2 separate regions of the Salmo salar genome follow, and region 2 is linked to region 1. Evidence: chromatin contacts called from public Hi-C data. All regions are on one chromosome and are shown on one strand. Each heading gives the region's core, a stretch centred on a gene start, on an enhancer-like site or on the middle of the called end of the contact. The rest is flanking DNA. Distances are from core to core; before and after follow the strand shown. Region 1 overlaps LOC106561152 (talin-2). Region 2 holds the start of tpm1 (tropomyosin 1 (alpha)).

Region 1 (4,355 bases), core at 1,728-4,227:
ACCCCTTTGTTAAGGCAAGGCTAAACAAGTTCAGGAGTAAAAATGTGCTTAACAAGTCACATAATAAGTTGCAAGGACTCTGTGTTCAATAATAGTGTTTAAGATAATTTTTGAATGACTACTTTATCTCTACCTTGTTATCTCTATGGTCCCTCAGTCGAGCACTGAATTTCAAACACAGATTCAACCACAAAGACCAGGGAGGTTTTCCAATACTTCCCAAAGAAGGGCACCAATTGGCAGATGGGTAAAAAAAAGCAGTCAATGAATATCCCTTTGAGCATGGTGAAGTTATTAATTACCAGTGGTGTAAAGTACTTAAGTAAAAATACTTTAAAGTACTACTTAAGTCGTTTTTTTGGGGTATCTGTACTTTATTTTACTATTTATATTTTTGAATACTTTTAATGCACTACATTCCTTAAGAAAATATTATACTTTTTACTCCATACATTTTCCTTGACACCCAAAAGTACTCGTTACATTTTGAATGCTTAGCAGGACAGGAAAATGGTCCAATTTACACACTTATCAAGAGAACCTCCCTGGTCATCCCTACTGCCTCTGATCTGGCGGACTCACTTAACACACATGCTTCGTTTGTAAATTATGTCTGAGTGTTTGAGCGTGCCCCTGGCTATCCGTAAATTAAATTTAAAAAACAAGAAAATGGTGCTGTCTGATTTGCTTAATATTTGGAATTTGAAACGATTTATACTTTTACTTTTGATACTTAAGTATATTTTAAAACAAATACTTTTAGAGTTTTACTCAAGTAGAAGTTTACTGGGTGACTTTTTATTTTACTTGAATCATTTTCTTTTAAGGTATCTTTACTTTTAATGAAGTATATTATAATTGGCTACTTTTTCCACCACTGTTAATTACACTTTGGGTGACATATTGATACACCCAGTCACTACAAAGATACAGGCTCCCTTCCTAACTCTGTTACCGGAGAGGAAAGAAACCACACAGGGATTTCATCATGTGGCCAACGGTGACTTTAAAACTGTTACAGAGTTTAATGTCTGTGATAGGAGAAAACTGAGGATGGATCTACAACATTACAGTTACTAACCTAATTAACAGAGTGAAAAGAAGGAAACCTGTACAGAATAAAAATATTCCAAAACATACATCCTGTTTGCAACAAGGCACTAAAGTAATAATGCAAAAAATGTGGCAAAGCAATTCACTTTTTGTCCTGAATACAAAGTGTCATGTTTGGGGCAAATCCAATACAACACATTACTGAGTACCACTCTCCATATTTACAAGCATAGGGATCTGCATTGTGTCCCACCACCTGCCAACCCCTCTTTTTACGCTACTGCTACTCTCTGTTCATCATATATGCATAGTCACTTTAACCATACCTACATGTACATACTACCTCAATAAGCCTGACTAAACAGTGTCTATATATAGCCTTGCTATTCTTATTTTCAAATATCTTTTTACTGTTGTTTTATTTCTTTACTTACCTACACACACACACACACCTTTTTTTCGCACTATTGGTTAGAGCCTGTAAGTAAGCATTTCACCTGTTGTATTCGGCGCACGTGACAAATACACTTTGATTTGATAGTGATGGCTGCATCATGTTATGGGTATGCTTGTAATCGTTAAGGACTGGGGAGTTTTTCAAGATAAAAAGAGAATGGCGCTAAGCACAGGCAAAATCGTAAAGGAAAACTTGGTTGTCTGCTTTCCACCAGAAACTGGGAGAAGAATTCACCTTTCAGCAGGACAATAACCGGAAACACAAGCCAAATTGACTCTGGAGTTGCTTACCAAGAAGACAGTGAATGTTACGGAGTGGCCGAGTTTCAGTTTTCACTTAGATCTACTTGAAAATGGTTGTCTAGCAATGATCAACAACCAATTTAATGGAGCTTGAAGAATTTTTTAAAGAACAATGGGCAAATGTTGCAAAATCCAGGTGTGGAAAGCTCTTACAGACTTACCCAGAAGGACAGCTGTAATCGCTGCCAAAGGTGTTTCTACAAATTATTGACTCAGGGTGTGATATTTCTGTATTTCATTTTCAATAAATTAGCACAAAGTCTGTGTAGATGGGTGAAAATATATATTTTTTTAAATCCATTTTGAATTCAGGCTGTAACAACAAAATGTGGAGTAATTCAAGGGGTATGAATACTTTCTGAAGGCACTATATATAAGCAAACAAAAAATCACTATTAGTGTTATCATGTTGGAGTCATGAAGTTATTCATGCTGGTGTGCCAAACAGACATTTTGAAGAACTTGATTGCAGGTCTAATAAAGTGGTTTCCTAATCAGACTGCAATCATGAAGTTCATGGCAATAAGAGGACAGACCCACTGGAGATCGTGGGATCTACACAGCATTATTCATCCTATTGAGAGTTGTTATAGTCCTATTCCTGAGCCAAAGCTCCCAAAACAACATCATCCTCTTCCTCTGGTCTAAGTTGTGGTGGAATGGCAATCCCTTCCCTGCTGGACACATGGCTTGAGTTTCCCCTCTCCACTGTGTGGCCTCGCATGAGACCAAAACAGTCAAACAACCAAATATGGTGTTCATTAGGCTGACTATGTGTATCGCACTGCTGGGCACCTCTGCTCTGACCGTCTTTCATACAGTCTGTCCTGGGGAGCCCAGGGCAGGGCACTGAGAGGAGGACTGGCATGTGAGCTCCAGACTTACTGGAAGATTTGTCACCTGAGGAGAATGTGCTCACTGCCAACGTAAGGTCTACTAGAGGTAGAACTGCAGATCAGAATTGCATGGCATCACTTTTAACATCAGAGGACTTATACAGACAACATTATAGAAATGGGCAATCCATTTGAATCTATTGGGAATCTGATCAAGTGAACTGAAAGTACAAACATCTAAAATGGCAATCAGTCGCTGCATGGTTCAGGGTCTGTTCTGTGAACCAGGGGAATACAGCACATACTGTATGACCATATTTGGTCTGCCTGAATTTGCACTCTCCATCCACTACAGCATAGGTCTCAAAACACCCAGTGACCCCAATCTCTACATTGAAAAGACTAACAGTGACATCTACTGGAAAGAATGTTGGTGAGATGATACAGCCTTTGCTTTGTTTCACTATTCCATTTCCTTTAAGTTCATTCAGGATTCCTGTTCAAGAATGAATGATACATACAGTAAATTAAACACAATGACCACTAACAAACTGGGCCATGTTTGTTTCAAATTCTTTATTTTCAGTGAATACAAAAAATACCTTTGTGACAAGATAAATATTAGACATATAGCATCAGTTAAACTGTTGAAATGAATTCAGTCTGTTAAAGAAAGCACAACACCTACAGCTAGTCGTTTTTCCTATTCCAGTTAATGCTTATAGACAAATTGCTTAGACAATATACATTATCTCAGGATAGTCGTTACATTTATTGTTAAAAACTTCATTTATAGTGGTTTAACAATGAAACAAGGACGTTATTTAGTCCTATTTATAAGGATTATGTGTATGCTGAATGAATTTCAAGGCAGAGCAAATTATCATCTTTAAGAGTTCAATAACAACTTGCCACATGCTCATGGAATGCATTGTAGTGTGTATTAAGTTCTGTATATAGTCTAAAACCTAAACGTATCCATGGATGCACTTTATATACCAGCATGGTTTACGGCAGGCAGATGGGCTACCAGCCAAGGCAATACATTGTGTTATGGCATAGGACTAGGTGATAGTTAATGGCCCAGAGAGAGTTTGGGTTAGACGGGATACATGTTCTTATCCAGAAGGACAAGCCTTTAGATGTTGTTACAGCGGGGTTTCAATTAAGGCACAAGTACACAATGCAGACCACAGACTGACAACGAGGGACTGAGCTGTTGGAGTGGACACAATACTAATGACCTTATACTACACCAATACTGGAATAACATAAATTAACTATTTTCCTACTCAGGGCTAGGGCCAGGACGATACCAGTATCACAATATTTCTTTCCATTACAAAAATGAAAAACACGAAGCAGACCAAACTCTTCGGTCCTTTAAAAGCATGCTATAGCTTGGAAAATATATACATGTGACTCTGGATGACAACATAATGATGTTTCATTCCAACATAAGGGCTGTTTTCCTAAAGAAGTTAAATCCGCTTTGTGTTTTGTTTCTTTTACACGATACTAACGAGTATTGCAATACTGGTATCGTCCCGGCCCTAGTCAGGACTGGACTGTATGTGGTTTCATCACTAATACATTTGACAGGTGCGTTAGTAGTAATCCTGAATGGTTGAACATGGAAGGCATTGCTTGCTCTCCTCAGTGCATAAGGTTATACCAGACATCTCAGTGCCATTCTACACCACATCC
Region 2 (4,169 bases), core at 772-3,271, 34 kb before region 1:
CGACATACACACGTTGCTGATAGTTTTCCTTTTATGGAGCATTTCCCTAATTTCAAGTTCTTCTCTGTATGAAGCCAAATTACACCGCAGGGAAGCCAAATTACACTCTAGGGTATGAGTTTAACTAAATGTTCCTCAAAACAACAAACAAAATACATTAATAATAAGATACAAGAATAATCTTGCAAAAATACGATAAGTCTAAAAGTGGATATAATTAGTAAATAGCTCATTATTAGAAAATACTTCAGGTTGATGGTAGAATAGTTAGAAAATCTAATTTAAGGGAAACGAATTTAATATAGACCTAGTCTGTTCTGTTGCAAGAAACAGGCACAGCCCAAAAAAGTAAGCTCTAACTTGACCGATGACCAAATAAAGCAGTGGGCTATATTTATCCGTGTGGTGCACACGCACTCCGCTTGGAGACTGCACGTTCAACACATTCAGTTTCCACTCATAAATGTCCCCACTTTAAGGAGCTGTGGAGAGAAATCTGATTTACTGTCTTAAATTGACTTTGGGGTCTCATATGTAGGCTATCTATGTGGAGAGATTCAAATACCAGAACACTGAAACACTTTTGTTCTTTATATTGATATGATTTAGGTGACTTGTGATCTTTGACAACAGACAAACAACCACAAACAAAATATATAAAATGACAGTTCAACAAAATCTGGCATGACATCATGATTGTTTGTGATTTAAATATTATTCCTTTATCATAATAAGCTACATTCCAACTGGCCCATAGACATATTGGGCTCGACAGGTGAGTCACACCTAAACAGTATTCTACCTACATTTGGTAATCTGAGAAACGACTTTAGACCGAGTGATGAGACCGAATAAAGGCCTCTCACATAACACTGTCATTTTACACATTTTACAGATGTGGGAAGCAGTGTGCAGGAATGGTGATTTTGTGCCCTTTACTTACGTCCGTGGCTGTCTTCTCAGCCACCTCAAGTTTCTCCTGTGCATCCTTAAGAGACTCAGAGTACTTGTCCAACTCATCCTCTGTTCCCTTCAGCTTCTTCTGCAGAGCTACCAAGTCATCCTCGAGCTGAGGTTTGTTTAAGTGTGGACAGTTTCACAGGGGTGATCAGCGGGAAACAGAGGGCGTGAGCGCGCACAGAGCGCAAGAACGCAGACAGACAGAGAAAGGGAGAGAGAGGAGAGAAGTTAGGGAAAATCATGCGAGCCACACAAAATACCTTGGTGGCCACCTCCTCGGCGTTCAGCAACTTTTCCTCGGCGGCTTGGAACTCATCAAGCACTTTATCACGTTCATCTTCGGTGATCCGTAATTTCTTTTCCAACTCACTTATTTCATCCTCTAACTACACATGCATAAATAACAACATTTTATTTATTTGAATAGAACATCAAAGTGAATATACTATTGCATTTATGCTGAAAGAAGCATATGTTTTTCAATAGCCTATCTATATTCCCCACAGTAATTATTCTATATTTCCTACTTATAATTAACCGACAGCAATTTTCCTATACACATATTTTCCTACTTATAATTAGGCTACATTAATACAACTTCACCCACCCATCAATCAGTGACATGGACGTAATTAGTAAACACAATTATTCCGATAATTCATACCCAGGTCACTTAATAGCCTACCCGTTGTGATATGTTATTCATAAATATCACTTAAATACTCCTTATTTCGAATGATCCGTAAAAGTGATACATCCACATTGAAGAGGTGATCGATCCATGTTTAGAGACTGCGGCGAACAGAGCCACTGGTATTCAGGTGCCTTTTCTAGAATCATTTAGATTTCCCATATATAATGCCGACCTGTTTGCTCTTGTCCTCTGCTGCCTTCTTGTCTCCCTCGGCTCCCTCAGCTCTGTCCAAGGCATTCTCCTTGTCGAGCTTGAGCATCTGCATCTTCTTCTTGATGGCATCCATGGCTGCTTATTTTTTGTTTGGCTCCACCAAATGTTTCGAAAGAGACCCGAGGAGAGAGACTGTGCGTCTGTGCTTAACTGACCGTTGCGCTGGAGTGCAAGCTCTTCTTGAATGTGCCTTGTCAAATATGTACTGTCAAGAAGGGGAGGGGACTAAATTCCTTTAGACATCCAATACTTTTTTGGAGACGGCATCTCGGGGTCCCTTCCCCTTGCCCTATCTTTCTTTATGGATCTACTCGGTGATTCGCTGCTCTCAGACATTTGACCATTGATATGACTATATATGGGATTTGATAGTTTTGTCTAGAAAGGATACAGCTTTTGTCAAAGTTGACTTTTCGTAGCAGGTTTAGGAGAACTTACGCAGCAGGTTATGAGAATTCACTTAGCAGGTTAGTATAATTGGGTTAAGGTTAGGTAAAGGGTTAGGGTTAGCTAAAATGCTCCCAAAACTACGTTTGACTTCAGATTTGACAAAAGCTGTATCCCATCTAGGCATGACCGATTTGATGGGCAGGAGAGCAGCCCCTTCAAGATGTAGGTTCCTATTTCTAAGGTAGTAAATCTACTGTTTGGGAAGGACACTGTCCAGGGCAGGAGTATGCAAAATGTGCTGTTTTATAATGCTATTCTACACATTTTGTCTTGATACTAAGAGAACATGTTGCAGTTTTAAAGCCAATTTCCTGCAATTCTACACGTGTGCCAGCATGTTGGCAGTGGGCCATACTACAGTAAGTACAATATATTGAGATTATTTCCCCTCATGTCATTCTGAGATGATTTAGTATTGAATAGTGTTTAATGATTTTTTGTCCTTTTGTCTCAGGATACTGGACCATAACTGTGTCAGTGCCCAGTGCTATCCATGGAGCTGAAATTGTCCTCCTGGGAGGTGTTGTATTAGCTCAGGTCAAGTGTACAGTCAGTGAAGAGGTACTGCTGGTGAAAGACTCAGGTCAACCAGCCCCTCGAGGCATTGTTCACAATCTGAGAGGCGTAAGATAGGAAAGAGCTGCCAGATAATGTATCAAGTAGCCTCCCTGCTAACTCTTTAAGTATTAGTTGGCTGTAGCCAGACAGCCTCCATGGGATACTGAAGTGTGATAGTATTTCAACAGCCCTCTGCTCCCTTTGACAATCTACAGTAGCTATATACTGTAGTTCTAATCAGGGGTGCAACTTTGGTTTTAGGTTGGGGGGACATAACATAATTTAAATTATAATTTTTTTATCCAGTCTGATAAACACTCCAAACAGCCTACCCAATCACTCGGAGCCGTCCGCATGGTCCTAAAGCCCCCCCCCCCCATTTTGTATCACATTCCAATGATAAAACTGGGAGGGACAAAAATGCAATTTCAGAATGTGGGGGGGACATGTCCCCCATCCCCAGTGAAAGTTGCGCTGCTGGTTCTAATGTTAGAGAACTGTCACTGCTGTTCAGACTGTTCAAGATGGATATAAGAAGAGTAATCGTAAAACACAATCTACAGGGAACGAGTTAATTAAACTGGACCTGCATGACCATACAGTACATGACAGGTTTTTAGCAATTGTTTATGTTTGGAAATTAACCTGAAGAAATATTGATAAAACAATGGATTGATCAGTTTGACTATCTCTCATATCATCCATCGCATTGAAGGTTAACCATATCAATTGAACAGATACTAATTTGCCACAATTGACAAAAAGTAGAGGCAAGCCATTCGTGAAGCACCCGAACAGCTAAAGTTGACATTGGTAAAATTAAATGTAATTCAACTGAGTAATCCCTAATTGTTATTAGTGTGTAAATATATATCTTCTTGTAATGTAGACAGGAAGCTGAAAGAAACATAGGGTTAGACTGAGGCCTTCTTGAGTCTCTCCTTCTTATGAGGATATTTTTAGGATTGCCTTCTTCAAGCACCTGCCTTGGTCTGTAAAGTTCAACTAAGTCACTATGCCAAGTGTTCGGGCCAAACCCTATGAGATAAGCCTCTAAAATAATCCAAGTCTTCGTATGCTGTTCACTTTGAGTTTGGGCTGTTTTTATTATCACAGCAACTGACATACGTAGGTTGATTGCCATTCATGGGTGTGTTGTGTGCGCTGTGGTTGCAGTCAGATATTTACATGGAGGGAGAGAGCATGAATTTGCACGTCCCATATAATGTGGTAATGAGTCAAAATCCACTTAGCCTATTGTTTTCTGGCACATTCATATATTTTCTTTCGTGTG

What was found. A called contact is a pair of places that touch in the nucleus more often than the background predicts.
Region 2: a contact with region 1 is called in a Hi-C map of muscle, with 8 times the contacts expected there. The contact joins the promoter of tpm1 here to the enhancer-like site in region 1. A contact is called at or near these places in 2 of 3 Hi-C or Micro-C datasets (gill and muscle).

Annotation. Positions count from the first base shown.
Region 1 is chrssa10:91,155,358-91,159,712 of Ssal_v3.1, reverse strand. It overlaps LOC106561152 (talin-2), which reads right to left. Exons shown (of 57, transcript XM_045688215.1): 57 at 3,210-4,355. Among protein-coding and RNA genes, the nearest start is that of tpm1, 33 kb to the left of the region's middle. Within about 2 kb of position 2,977, at least 4 of the 13 cell types and tissues checked have an H3K27ac peak or open chromatin away from gene starts, as enhancers often do. A contact at or near this core is called in muscle, where this site is marked.
Region 2 is chrssa10:91,188,126-91,192,294 of Ssal_v3.1, reverse strand. It overlaps tpm1 (tropomyosin 1 (alpha)), which reads right to left and starts at 2,021. Exons shown (of 10, transcript NM_001123656.1): 1 at 1,827-2,021; 2 at 944-1,069. The coding sequence starts at 1,940.